3 separate regions of the Mus musculus genome follow, and all the other regions are linked to region 1. Evidence: chromatin contacts called from public HiCAR-type and promoter capture Hi-C data. All regions are on one chromosome and are shown on one strand. Each heading gives the region's core, a stretch centred on a gene start, on an enhancer-like site or on the middle of the called end of the contact. The rest is flanking DNA. Distances are from core to core; before and after follow the strand shown. Region 1 holds the start of Ackr3 (atypical chemokine receptor 3). Region 2 holds the start of Prlh (prolactin releasing hormone). Region 3 holds the start of 4933400F21Rik (RIKEN cDNA 4933400F21 gene).

Region 1 (4,578 bases), core at 914-3,413:
GCATGCACCCAGCCTAACAGGCGACAAGAAACATTTTAATACCTGATTGTCCTTAAGAATCCCTGGTTGCTTAGCTGAAAAGTACAAATGCCTTTGGGGGCCCAAATTCCATTCTGTTTGCTACAAGATCTCAGAAAAGTAAAAGTTCTAAAGTTGTTGGGGCCCTTTCCCCCTCCTCCGTGACTCTAAAAGTTTATAAAGGAGTGGCCCTTCAGACTCAGCTCTGAGTAACTGCAACCAACTTCCCTGTGTAGATTTGAAAATTAGAGCACTCTGCCTCAAATCCTCACACAAAAAGCCACTGTTCTGACTAACCAGGGTGTTTCATGGTCTTTCTTTCTTCTTCTTCTTCCATTTTTTTTATCCCATTTAGAAAGCCTACCCTTGGCCAGCTCTGGGTCTGATTAGAAATCATAATACTTTCTTAGCTCCCTAAGGGTTTGCTAATAATACTGGATAAACTCCCCTCCAAAGCCCTGACTCAGTTAAGCACAAGCATGCAGCCGTGTAGCTTTCTGGAACTTTAAAATATATGTGTGTGATTGCACTGTGCATGCCCCTTTAAAAACAAACTGGAGGAACCCAACAGGCAGCTAGCAAGCAGTCGGACTTCCCCAGCTTTTACACCTCTGCTCCCAGACAGATCCTTCCAGCCCCTGCTGCCTCCTGGAGGCAGCAGCTGAGCTCAGCAGAGAGCAGCACAAAGTGTTCACCGCTCAGACTGGGGGAAATTAGAGCAAAATGTTTCCAAGCTGGAGCCTGTGCACAGCTCCCGATCGAAACAGGGTTTTCATTTCATTTGGGGCAGGCTTCTATTCAGATGGGAGAAAGACGGGGACTTGGGGGCTTTATCCATTTACAATCTGCAACGAGCCAGGCACAAAAAAACAGAACCACCCCCATCCCTCCTTTCTGGTCCTATCCATTGAGCTCCACATTCTCCTGAACTAAATAAAGACCACAAAGCCAGCATCTGCTCCTTCAAAGAAAAACAAAGTTTCCATACTGGCCACAGCACAGACTGGGGTCTCAGGGATGCCACTAACCCAAGACACCTTTAAAAAGATGCTTGATCCTACCTCACATCGAAACAATTAATTAATCTGTTTGTGAGCAAATGAATGGAGAGACAGAGAGAGAAAGGGGAAGAGACAGCCAGTCTGCCTTTCACAGTGCCTCATTTTCCTAGTAGCTAGCAGCCAGGAGTCTTGGCTGACCAGGATCCCCTGACCTCAGAGTCTCCCTCACTCCCAGCCACCCAGTGAACCTTTATGCACCCTAACAAAAGTCAGCAACACTCACAGTTCACTTGGAGAGTAGATTTAAATTCAAATACTAGATTTCTTAGTGTCTGCTTTTTTTTTTTTTTGTCCCAATTGAAGTTGGACAACACTTTCTAGGAGAACAATAAATACTCAAAATTAGATTAGCAGGGGTGCCATGAAGAGATAAGATGAAGAGGAGCTAACATTCAATTTACAACTTCCAGAATTCAGGAGCTGTGAATTAATCCATCCCCACCCCCCAGAGCACGGAGTTTAAACTCATCCTAGACTCAGAATGCTCAGCCCAGTTGTCTGGTCCGCTGAAGGATGCCTCTGGGCATATCACATGCCTTTCTGGAAGTGCGCTTGTGGTTTTTACAGCCAATCTGATAACCAGAAGTAGGAGTGGGCAAACAGTGATGCCAAGCTCACCCCTAAGCTGGCTTTGGGCAACCTCAATGGGGCATCCCACATTCTCTGCAAAGTTTCCCTGCTTCCTGGAACTTAAGTACTCACAGAAACAAATCAGAGTCCAGTAGCAAACAAACATACACAGAGGTTTCCCTCCACAAATGACTGAACTCAGATCCCCCAAATCAGGAGCAGTAGCTTGCAATGCAGGCATGCAGCGTGCTTTGAGCTTTCCAATCCGGACCTGCAGGCTCTAAAGCCCCCAGCTCAGGGATCCAAGAGTTCTCAGAAAAAGCCCAGTTCTCGTAAGAACAGGAGTCCTGCCCCTTGCCGTAGTTGCTCGGCAAAGCTGTCGCAGAAGCAAGGCTTTCTTACTTACCTCAGGGCTTCCTGGGCTGTGGTTTGCCTTCCTGACGGTGAGCGCTGCAGGCTCCTTCAGTGCTGAGCAGTTTGTAGCAACTGAGATCTCTCAGGGCTCCGGACTTGCCTTTTATATACACTGCGGGAAAGTGCCTCTAGGTGGCAGTTTTGCAACCCTCGGCTCTCCTCCCGCCCCTCCTCTCCCACCACAGCGCGCAGGCATGCAGGCTTGTACAGGCGCACACGCCCTCCTGTAACCCTCTCTAGGTTGTTGTTTCCTGCACAAACACATTCTTGGGAGCCCTCAGATCCCTCCCTTTGCAAAGGCTAGATCCTATTGGGGGAAATGTCAGCAGAAGAAAAACCAAAAGAAGTCCTAGGACGTTCCAAAATGATAGAATATTGATCCAGTCTCAGGTATAGCTTTTAATAATCCCATGAGCACCGGGAGTTCCTTTGAATGCCTGTAGCTTCAGGGAAGACTTTGTTCCCAAGACAAATTACTCTGAACTTCTGAACTTCGATGTTGGTTTGTCAAGCTTGCTCTTTCTTTGTCGATGCCTCCTGGACAGAAGTCACATTTTGGAAAGGGGACGATTAATCGACCCTGTACCGCCATCACCCAGAAGTGAGGGAAAGTGCCTTTAGGTTGGATCCAGATTCTGCTGGAACTCTTACACAAAGTCCTTAAGGCCCTATTAAGACCGTGTTCCACGGAGTCGAGCAGTGCCAGTCACTGAAAAGGCCTTGTCGCAGGTGAGGTAGAGTCGTCATTGTGAGCTTAGCCAACTTTTATCGCAGTCCTCATCTTTATCAAAATCTACATTCTAATCGCGATGCACATTGCTAAGATTCCCTGTTTTGTTTTTTAAATGTGTCTCTTGCAATTCCCCATTTAGTAAAACTCAAGCACAAAATGACCCAATCTTTACTTTTAAAGCCGCGCCACTGTAACGCCTCCCCAAGTGCCCCCCACCCTCCAAAGGGCTGGTGGTCACTCTGCTCTCATGCCCCCCTGGGCCTCTGAAAGGCAGTTACAGCACCCACAGTTGAGGCGCGGGCTGTACGCAAAATCTGCCTTCACCAACACTTGCCGAGTCTATTTTCTAAGTCTCCGGAGAGTGACTGCTGAACACAGGAACCCGAGAACTTGGGGATCAGAGTCTCACGTAGGCTAGAGAGCTTCGGTCTAGGGAAAAACCTTAACAAAAGAAGTGGTTTGTTTAAACAGCCTTGCACTTTACTCCTGGCGGGGCAGATCCTGCTCAGTGAGCTCCTGAGGAGCACACCTGCTTTCCGGGCTGTGGGAGGGGTGTGTGTCTGCAAGGAGTAGTGTGAGATCTGGTGGGGGGTCATACGGCCTCCTGGGGAGTCTGTGACCTCAATGCAAGGGAGAGGCCCTGAGGCCTGTGGGCGGAGTCTGTGGCCCGGAGATGTGGTCTGTGGTCTCAAGGGTGGATCTGGGTCTAGCTAGAGGTGGGCGGTCCTACAGCCACAAAGACTGGTCTGTGGCCCCAAGGGGAGGGAGGTCTGAGTCAACAGGGAGGGTCTGTAAGAACAGGGAGTGTCCTATAGCATCAGGCAGGGACCTCTGAGGCCTCAGGGTCAGAAAAGGGTCTGGGGCCTCCGGACCCAGCTGGGCCGTACTACCCCAGGCCTTCTAGCTTTCATTCACTGAAGACGAGGCACTATTAGCAATCCGCCCCAGTTTGGGATGCCAAAGCGCCTGCGCATCGCAGCACGCCCAGGCCCGGGGCCAAATCCTCTGCAGGGAAGGTTCTTGACTGCCTTTGTCCAGAGCCCAGCACTGCCTGGGAGCAAAGCAGAGACCTGCCCTCGTGCGGCCATCCCAGGATGTCCACAACAGGGGCCGGCTCTGCTTCTCACCGCGACACATGGACCAAGGCGGACCTCAGAGAACTGGACTTCCCAGGGGGAAATGCGCTTGCTACAGCAGAGCCATATTGATGAGACCATGCACTTACTTGCTAAGAAAGAAGATGCAAAGTAATTTTTTAAAAAGTAAAAAAGTACACACCCACCCTGAGAGAGAGAGAGAGAGAGAGAGAGAGAGAGAATGAATCAAGGGTGAGCATGTAGTGTTTTCTAAGAAGGCATTGATGTTCCCCAGCTCCAGAAAAGATTGACTTGGTAAGGTTAAGCCTATTGGGCTGAGACACAGCATGAGGTCCTATTTAATGCCTCCATCCTTTGGCCAAGAGCCCACCTGGTGACCCACACAGATGACAGATTCAGTACACTGACCCAGCTGCCTGGAGCTCAGCTCTTCGGGTGCTACAGGCCTCTGGGTATCTCCCAGTCAGCTCCACCCCCTTCCATATACACCTAGGGTCTGAAGCCCATTCAGCAACAGTTCCCTCTGGAATCCGTTCTTGTGTTAGCATGCCATTACCTCCTGCCTGAATCCCACCCACTCAACACACTTTGACCCTTGAAGGGACAGGGCTGTAGCAAGCTGGGTCCTGCTCCCAGCCTGCAGAGAAAAGTGGAATAGTTGAAAATGTTGAGTTACTATGAATAT
Region 2 (4,578 bases), core at 840-3,339, 750 kb before region 1:
CCAAGTGACTTTAAAGGAGGCCTATAGGATCAAAAAGAATGGGGTCAAGTCTCTGGGATTCTCCTCTGAGCAGGAAGTAGGTTAACATACCCATGTGTGTTGGTAGCTGCAGGATTCTGCAAGGGACAAGGAATGGGGTGTGTTCAGGGTGATGAGGGGCACCACATTGTCACTGAACTGGTGGAGCCACGTAATACATTTGCCCAAACAGCAGACACAATGCCGAACATGCACCTATGGATAGCATAGGTCCTGTGCGATGACACTTGGTGGCTTCATAGGCTGTAATGAATGTTCTCTGTTCTGGGTGCTAGGAACAACACTTTGATAGCATCTAATTTTTGCAGCAAACCCCTAAACATCTCTAAATGTTAATCTTAAAAATGCTGCCGGGCGTGGTGGCGCATGCCTTTAATCCCAGCACTTGGGAAGCAGAGGCAGGCGGATTTCTGAGTTCAAGGCCAGCCTGGTCTACAAAGTGAGTTCCAGGACAGCCAGGGCTTTACAGAGAAACCCTGTCTCGAAAAACCAAAAAAACAAAAAAAAAACAAAAAAACAAAAACAAAACAAAACAAAACAAAAAAACAAAAAAACAAAAACAAAAACAAAAAAAAAAAACAAACCAAAAAATGCCAAGAGAAGGACGTGAGCCATGCCAGGGGCGTTGTGTGGCTTTTCTCTGGGACCAAGTATCTTACATAGTGTAGTGTGTGGTTACCCTGGCTTTATGCAGTATGCAAGCTGAGCATGTGTTCAGGGTACCTTGTGTAGGTGGAAGCTTGTGGGAACAAGTGACCAAGAAAAGGGCACCCCATTTCTGGGCAGTGATGTGGTTTTGGGGAACAGGAATTTATAGGAACACTGAATCAACATTCCCTTCCCCCACTGCAGGGTCTTAAGGGACCAGGACAACCTCTGTGGGGCCTGGTAATGAGCGATCTCAGTTGTTCTATTGGGGGCAGGTGGGAGCCTCTTCTTTCCAAAGAGGTTACTGGGTTCTGAGCTTCTTTCATGGTTACCCTCCCCAGAGAGAAAGCACCTTCCGGTTTGTTACCACATAGTTACAAGTGTACAATAAACAAAGCCAGCACTTTTATTAGATCAGAGGGAAAACCGGAAAGGGAGGGTGGAGGAGGCTCTGCGGGGGGACAGGGAGGGTGGGCTTGGGCTCAGCATCACTGTCTTCATGAGCTGTGAGAGAACTTGGCACTTCCATCCAGTGGGAAGCAGCTTAGCCGGCACCGCAGGCCAGGTCCGGTGACATCCCTCAGGGCTGCCCTCCTCCTCCCGAAGCGGCCCACAGGCCTGATCCCACGACCCGTGTACCAGGCAGGATTGATGTCAGGGGCTGGAAAGGAAAGAGTCAGAGCAGCGTATGGGACACGGGAGCCCCTAAGCTGATGGAAACCTGGGCACCAGGCCATGTTGGCACCCACCCTGATTACACTGGCTGGGCATATCTGGGCAGTGGTGTGGCTTTAGGGAATTTATTTAGACATATGCCAGGATCAGTATTCTCTTCCTGTCTGACTGTCATCCTCCAAAGTCTTAAGGGACCCCACAAAGATGGGTTAGGGGAATGATGAGGACAGGAAACAGGACCATTCTGGGGAGATCTTAACAGGACCAATCTCCCAACTGACTGCATGGTAAGGTAGCTTTTGCTTAGATCCCAGAGGCTCTCAACCTGTGGGTTGTGTCCCTTTTGTTTGGGGGGAAGGGCGCATATCAGACATCCTGCATTTCAGATATTAACATTATGATCCATAACAGTAGCAAAACTTACAACTATGAAAACAGCATCACAATAATTTTCTGGCTGGGGGTCACCACAACATAAGGATCTGTATTAAAAGTTCTGTATTAGGAAGGTTGGAAACCACTGGCTTAGGAGATGGCTAACCTCCCATTCAGGGGCTGGGTACTCAAGGCATTTGGGAAGCATATGGATGGGAGGTGACAGTGGCTGTCCTCCATATGCCAGGCACTCACTGCGGGTCTCCATGGAGTGCTGGTGGGCTCGGCTGGAAGCTCCTGGGAGGACTAAGCCTAGCAGCAGCAAGCACAGAAGCCAGGTCCTCGGTGCCATGCTTCCGGCTTCCTGGATGATGCCCTGGAGATTGGATCCTGAAGCCTGGGGGTAGAGATGCAGAGTACGTTGTATGCACAAAGCCAGGAGGGACCCTAGGTTGTTTGTACAGATGTACGTGTGTGTGTGGTGCGTGTCCGTGCCTATGAGGTGTGCAAATGCATATGTTTAGTGCACATAGCTACAATTATCAGGGGAGAGGTGTGAGCTGTGCACAGGTGGCTGTCTTGGGACATCCTTGGGTCTGTCTGTCCATCTGTGTCAAGAGCTGGGAGGTAGACACCCAGGCCTTGGTGGGAAGCAGATTTATGGGCAGCCTTGTGGTCAGCAGAGGTGGAGAACAATTTGCCCAACCTCAGAGGTAGCTAGGAGTTGGAACATATTGGAACCTCAGTGCCCAGGCTTTCCTCACACTTTGTCTGGGATCTCCTGACACTGAGAGCCAGGCAGGCAATGGAGGACACTTAGCATCCCACATCCCCAGAGAGCTCACACCTCACAGCCTCTACAATAACCCAGGACTTTAGACTCAGTTTGCTGAGACTCCAGAATGGGCCTCTCCTCACAGAGTCCCCCTGAATGACATGGGAAGGCTGCCGCCACTGTGTATGGGAACTGGTACCCTGCTGATGGAGTGTTCTGACCTACCACATAGCATCCACCTGTGATACTTCCTGCAGGGGACCCTTTTCTTCCTACCCCTGACATTTCAGGTCCTATTAGAAGATGCTCAAGGAAGACCCCCCCCCAGCTGACTTTGACGCTCCAGCTTCTCCTTGTCCACACAGCGCTGTCCATCAGAGCTCTTTAAATGCCCACCCTCTCCTCCTCCTCCTCCTGGGATGTCCCACACAGTGAAGGGGAACCCTAACTAGAGGAATGGAGGAGCCACCATGAATCATTGTAAAGACTGCACCCACTCAGGCTGGGTGATGGGGACTGAGAATGCTAACTGATCCTGAGTTCTGAGCCTTTCTGGAGGGTGCCTTCTGGGCTTTGCTTGAGGTGTCCCACTGAGGGCCACCTTCACCTGCCCTCCATCATGGACAGCCCTTGAGTGTCAGAGACCCCAGAATGGTGTGTGGTCCTAGACCACAGACCACAGGTAGTTCTCTCTGCTTGTCCTGCTTGGTGCCCGCACTTGGCTGCCCAGTAAGCCTGGCAGAGAAAACACTTGTGGAGAAGCTGGAAGTCACAGCAACACCCAGCCCTCTCCAGCACTGCCAAGTTACTCACCCTCTCTCTGTCCCTTGAGTGTGGCGATAAGGCTGCCTGGGCGTGAGGTGAGGTCTGCCTGCCTGCTTATCTTTTATAGGCCAACAAGGAGGCAAAGGACGCCCCCAGACCCCTCCTTGAGATGGCGTCTTTGCTTATAGCCTGCAGTTTCCACTACGTCTCTTCTCTCATCATCTCATCAAGACACTCCGTCTTTTTTTTCCTTTCCTTTCTTTTTTTACCTTCTTAAAAAAAAAAAAAACCCAAACCTCTCATCACTGACGTGGTTTGTTCCTTCCTGAATTATATAATTTCATTTGGGCCAAGTGGCTTTAAAACACATTAACACCCCCCCTGCCCCCTCTTCACGCTCTCCTTTGGGCAGACTCCACAGTGACGTGTCCACCCGTCCTCTCAATGTGAACTAGAATATGGCCTCTTCTGAATACTTGTCCCACCTGAGCCATGACTTCCTGGAATTGTGGCCAGGAAGTCCCTTGAACCCAGGTGGGTACCTCCTACTCTGGTTGTCCCCTCAGCTTGCTTATCCACATGCACGGTCTCTAGACACATTTTCTCTGGTTCATCCTGAGTCTATGGCTGAGAACACACCAAGTTTATTGATACAATACAATCAGAAGCCTGGCATTGTGGTACATGACTGTAACCCCAGCTCTCTGGGAAGTGAAGCAGGAGGATGGCTATGAGTTCAAAACCAGGCTGCCTCAATAAAGCAAAACAATAAAAAAATGAAAACGAAACAGAGTGTTACTTTTATTGTAAGGTAGGTTTAAAGGCAGAACATGGCAGCGCCGGTTTATAACCCCAGTGCTAAGGTAGAGAGAGCAGAGGTGTGGAAGACCCCTGATGCTCACTGGCCAGTCAGCTTAGCCAAATTGACAACCTCCAAGATCAGTGTCTCAAAAACAGGAAATGGAGACATGACTGAGGAAGACACCACATTAATCTCTGGTCTCTATGCACAAGTGCACAGCGTCCCCTCATAGATGTGTACACACCTCACCCCATACACGCAGGCAAAAAAATCTTTTAAAAAAGGAAGTCTATTATGCTGGAAAGGTAATTTACATGTAATGAGAAAGAATTAGTGCACACAAAAATAGATAGAAGAGCTCAGATCACCTGGAAAGGTCAGTGTTTGCCTTTCGGGGTGTGCCTTCTGGGAAGACTCCTGAGCCCGCTTAGAGGTGCTGAGCCTCATTCTTTCACCAGCATATATTCTGGAAGTGTTGAAGTATCTGCAGGTCTGTGCT
Region 3 (4,578 bases), core at 932-3,431, 520 kb after region 1:
ACTAGTAAGATCCCAACTATATGATACTGTGTTTTGCAAAAGGCAAATGACCAGTGGGACCTGGGAACGGAGGAGAGAGGACTGAATAGGTAGAAGGTTCCAGAACCTTTGAGGCATACCACATTGTAATTACTTGGAACGATGATACAGTGTTAGTGCATACTCTTGGTATATGTTTGTCCAAACCTATACAATGCACTATACCAGGAGTCAGCCCTCATGTGGAGTGGAGTCTGGACAATGTTGAGTCTTGTGTGACCACAATTTGTATGAAGTATATCATCAAGTGGGGACCCTGGTACTGGAAGCCCTGTGAGTATGTTCTCAGAATCTTCCCACCATAAGACATGTTTGGGAAATACTCACTAGGACAATGGTGACAGACCTTCCTCAACTTACTCAAAGAACCCCGCATCCTCCAAGACCACTTCTCTCAGAAAAAATTCTGAGCCCACAGAAGCCCATGAGATCCCACACTGGATTCTTCAGCCCATGATGGCTTCCTCCAAAACCTGCTGTTTGTCGAGGAAAGAACAAACTTTATCTGAAGTTTTTTTGGGTTACCAGACAGCTGACGGAATAATGTTATAGAAGGAAAACAGCAAATCATTCAGTCCAAAGCCTTCCTGCACCAGGCTTGCTTTGACCTGGGGAGGGACAGTGCCACTGTGGACAAACACAAGAGACTCTCGGAGATTACCACAGAGCAAAGAAAGCCTCAGCACGGTAAATACTTAAGTGGCCCTTTAAATATGACAGACTTACTGATAAGTACACTGAGAATCAAGGGCAGCCATGATGATTTTGGGTTAGCCCACCTACTGTCATGGGGACTCCTATATAGAGGCAAGTTCTTCCACATCTATATCTTCAGTGGTCCCAATCCATCTGTCTTCATGTTCTTTCTCTGTTTTAATCCCAATAGCCCTCCACTGGACCCTGTAGATGCCCCCCCCCAACCTGCAACAGCTCAAATCAAAGCATTCAGGTCTATTCTAGAATAAACATGGTGCATGCTCAATAGAAATGGCACCTTGGGAGCTTGTTCCTAGAGTTTGCAGCAGGAGTGACAGTTATTGGTAAGTCTTTGTCCAAGAAGGGTCTTCTAATATGGAGGAAGATTTTCTCTTCAATCAAGGATGCTGTCTGGGGAAGAAAACACACACAGTGTGCAAGGAACAGGGAGACACCCACCTAGATGGCCAGATAGACAAACTGACCCTGTCCATCAATGAGGTGACAGACATTGTAGTCACAGAGCCTTCACATCCAGATCACTAGTCTGAATGCTTTTGGTATTTTTTCCTGGGCTAGGGATGAGGTTTCACGTATCTTGGGACAATGGGCGATACCAGTGAGTACAGCCCCCCATCAGACCCACGATCACAACAGCAGCAGCCACCCCCAATCTGTTGTGTACCCTTGGGCTAGAGCCATTAAGTGCATTTCTGACTCACAGTATTTTCAATATACAATTGCCATCAAAGTTCAGTGCATAGGAGGGAGTCCCTATGTTCTTATTCTTGAGCTTGACTAAAGTGCCATGGAGCCTCCATTCGGAGGACACATTTGCCCTTGCAGACTGGGGTGACATTGTTGTCCACCATACTCAAGGCAGCAAAAGACAAGCTTCAACAGAGGGCATATGCTCCAGTTATCTGCAGAAATGACTGACGTGCCTCACTACCAAGACAAGGGCAGCTGGGCTGATTCTGTTGATTCCAGTAACTACCACAGCACAGGCTCTGCCTGCAGCCCATCATGGAACAAACAAGAATTTCAGTCATTGGAAAAGTCCTGGTGGCACGCCACCTCCAACCACCCAGAGTCTGGCTGTAGAAAAGAAGGCTACAGGAACGTTAGAAGACTTGGTCTCTGATTAGCCCCTGTGCCAGGCAGGAAGGCACAGTGGTCCTTAACACTGAGAATCAAAAATCTTGTGGGGAGGTGGACTTGAGGGTGGGGTCTGGGTCTAGAAGATGTGTCCCAAGGGGGTAGGACCCTTTGATCGTCTCAGACTGTAAAGCAGTGTCTCAGGTCTGTGGGATCTAGGAACACCAGAGGTAGCAGAAGTCAAACCCCCACACCCCCCACCGACAAAGCCCATCTTAGAATGTAGCGTATGCACTGTCTCCTTGGACACCTCTCTCTAAGCATTTTCTGCAAACCTTCTAGAACACAAACAACATGGGCTTCCCACTGAAAGCTTTAGGGCTACAGCACTGCCAATCCCAAGCTCTGTGGCTCTGAGAGTGCAGTCAATCTTCACTTCTTAAAGATGGCTATGAGGACAGACTCCCCCGTCCTAGGTTAAGCCTGGGGTCTGCTCTGGGAGCTCTGGATAGACCAGTGACAGGAGGATTACTACTGGATTCCTGACCTCAAGGTCTGCATACCGTGGTTGGGGTGGGGGTGGAGGTAAGGGTGGGGGTGGGGGACGGGGGTGGGGCTGGCATGGCATGGCCCTGGAACATGTCAGCAACACAGGTCAGCTACTTTGCTGTTCTGGGAACTCAGTCGCTGCCAGTGCCCAAGAAACACCCATTTCCCAGAAACCTGAGAACAACTAGCAAATACCCATCACAGGAATCTAAAGGTCAAGATCACTACCAACATTCTTCCTCCTTCCAAGGATCTGTAATAATTCTATCAGACCACCTTTCTGTACAAAAGCACCATTTCAGCAGGTTGTTTAGCAGTCTCAGTAAGCCCTCTAGAAAGTTCACTGCCACATAGAAACCTGCCGGGCTTACCTTCCTGGACCATGAGAAGCTTCCATCAGCAGATAAACCTTTGTGATAAACCTTGAAGTAGAGCTTAGGGCACAAGACATAATTCAGGACGATACTTGCCATGTATATTTCAGAGCACATGTAGGCTGGAGTCCATGTCCATGTCCCCTCTCCTCCCTTCAGGAACCATGTACGGCAAAGTAATATATGACAAAGTACCTCACACATGAAGAACTTTCAAAAGTCATTGATAAGGTTCATTAATGTATCAAAATGTCACCTAGTCATTGTGAGCCATTAAAAATTATTAGTACAAGTATTAGGAAAAATACTCATTAGAGTGCAGAAATATGCAGAGAAATACCAAGTATATACAGCCATCACCTTGGAGGTGCCCTGCCAGTCCTTGTCTCCTGTGTCAGACCTTCAGCCTAAACCCCGAATCCCAGCATGCACGTGATGATGGGTCTTGGTGGAGAACCAGATTCACGGAAACCCCTGAAAAAATAGTTAGCAATTCCAGGGGAAATACTAGAAATTATCTTCAAACATGAGATGCTTACAGAAGGCAAAAGCCCTATTTGTAACATCTCATGTTTACAACCGTGTCGTCCCAATCTGAAAACCCATGCATTTCCTCTCCTCTGCACTGGGAAGCTGTGCAAGCCATGATCATCAGAAGCCCAGGGCTGTACATGTCCCTTGCTTCTTGCATCCCTCAAGGCCAAGTGGGACTTCCTGCCGAACTCTCTTATTAAGTGGAGAGCCTTCTACGTTATCTGAAAACTGAAGGCAGTTGACCTAATAATGTATAGGAGCCAGCAGAACCAGGCAGTAAGATAATAAAGCCATCGCTTTGGTAGATGCTGGCCAAATCCTGACCTTTTATGCTCTGGTGCAACAAAAGGGTGAACTTAGGTAACTGCGCAGGAATTTCTGCTAAGGGCAGCATAGTTAGGCCTGTGGGCAAACAGTGATGAGAACGTTTAAGGGTGTGTGGAAACAGACAATAAGGATGGAGCTAAACACTAAACACAAGATGAAGAGCACCCCTTTCTTTCATGACGGACAACAAAATTCTAGCACCTCTGAGTAGCAGAGGCTGTATACTGTAGGACCTCCAGAGGCCGCATGTCAGTGAGGAACGTTCCAGCAGCCTGGGGTTTCTCATCAGAGGGCTGGGTGCTACAGGAATCTAACCCTCCAAGCTACCTCTGTCCCTGGCACGGTAAAGGCATTCAGATTAAGTATTTATTGCCTGGTATTGTTTACACTGACCAAGGTGCAGATCTATCTACCAGTTGAATAAGAGAATAGCTGTGTCAAACTGATAAAGGACTAATTAATGCTACCCACAGCCTTATTCTAAAAGAGAAATTGCTAAATGTAAACACTGGCTGCTGTTCTTTCCTGAAAATGAAGTATCATGTGGCCTGGGGAGGTATGCAGCTCAATGACAGAGAGCTTGTCTACCAGGCACGAGGCCCTGAGTTCAATCCCCAGTACTGGGACACATAGTATCTGAACACATAATGATATTTACATACACAGGTGGCATAGGGCAGTAAAATACCCAACTCAGTAGTTTAAAACACGTTTTCCCACGAGTCTCCCATATTACTTATTCTGCCATGTGTGTAGCAGCCCACAGGATGCCAAGAATGTCTTTCGCTAAAGGACAATTCTGTCTTTCACAGAAGCGGCACCAACATGTGTCTAAATCTCAATGTTCTTTCCTTTGAGTCTTGAGGCAGGAAGGCAAAGGGACCTAGGCCTAGGGCCTAGCAAGCCATTCCTGGCCAGCTCAGGCTTCCCTGGGTGTTTCTTTTATGCATGCTCAATTTCA

What was found. Promoter capture Hi-C pulls out the DNA fragments that hold promoters and counts their contacts. HiCAR-type assays count read pairs that join an accessible place to other places.
Region 2: a HiCAR-type map of fibro-adipogenic progenitors shows a contact between it and region 1, with 7 times the contacts expected there. The contact joins the promoter of Prlh here to the promoter of Ackr3 in region 1. A contact is called at or near these places in 9 of 39 promoter capture datasets (the 3T3-L1 cell line, 3T3-L1-derived adipocytes, the SN4741 cell line and 5 more), 12 of 484 Hi-C or Micro-C datasets (adipose-derived mesenchymal stem cells, cerebellum, cerebral cortex and 7 more), 6 of 115 datasets of contacts at active chromatin or transcription factors (the NIH/3T3 cell line, embryonic limb bud, extraembryonic endoderm stem cells and 3 more) and 1 of 9 other capture datasets (embryonic stem cells).
Region 3: a contact with region 1 is called in a promoter capture Hi-C map of stem cell-derived epiblast-like cells, with 4 times the contacts expected there. The contact joins the promoter of 4933400F21Rik here to the promoter of Ackr3 in region 1. A contact is called at or near these places in 3 of 39 promoter capture datasets (the 3T3-L1 cell line, hippocampal neurons and stem cell-derived epiblast-like cells) and 1 of 115 datasets of contacts at active chromatin or transcription factors (embryonic hindbrain).

The regions. Positions count from the first base shown.
Region 1 is chr1:90,201,565-90,206,142 of GRCm38.p6, reverse strand. Ackr3 (atypical chemokine receptor 3) reads right to left here and starts at 2,163. Exons shown (of 2, transcript NM_007722.4): 1 at 2,056-2,163.
Region 2 is chr1:90,950,619-90,955,196 of GRCm38.p6, reverse strand. Prlh (prolactin releasing hormone) reads right to left here and starts at 2,089. Exons shown (of 2, transcript NM_001101647.1): 1 at 1,993-2,089; 2 at 1,185-1,348. The coding sequence starts at 2,089. The coding sequence ends at 1,185. It overlaps Mlph (melanophilin), which reads right to left. Exons shown (of 16, transcript NM_053015.3): 16 at 4,055-4,578.
Region 3 is chr1:89,681,495-89,686,072 of GRCm38.p6, reverse strand. 4933400F21Rik (RIKEN cDNA 4933400F21 gene) reads left to right here and starts at 2,181. Exons shown (of 4, transcript NR_015540.1): 1 at 2,181-2,386. All of the region lies in intron 9 of Agap1 (ArfGAP with GTPase domain, ankyrin repeat and PH domain 1), which reads right to left.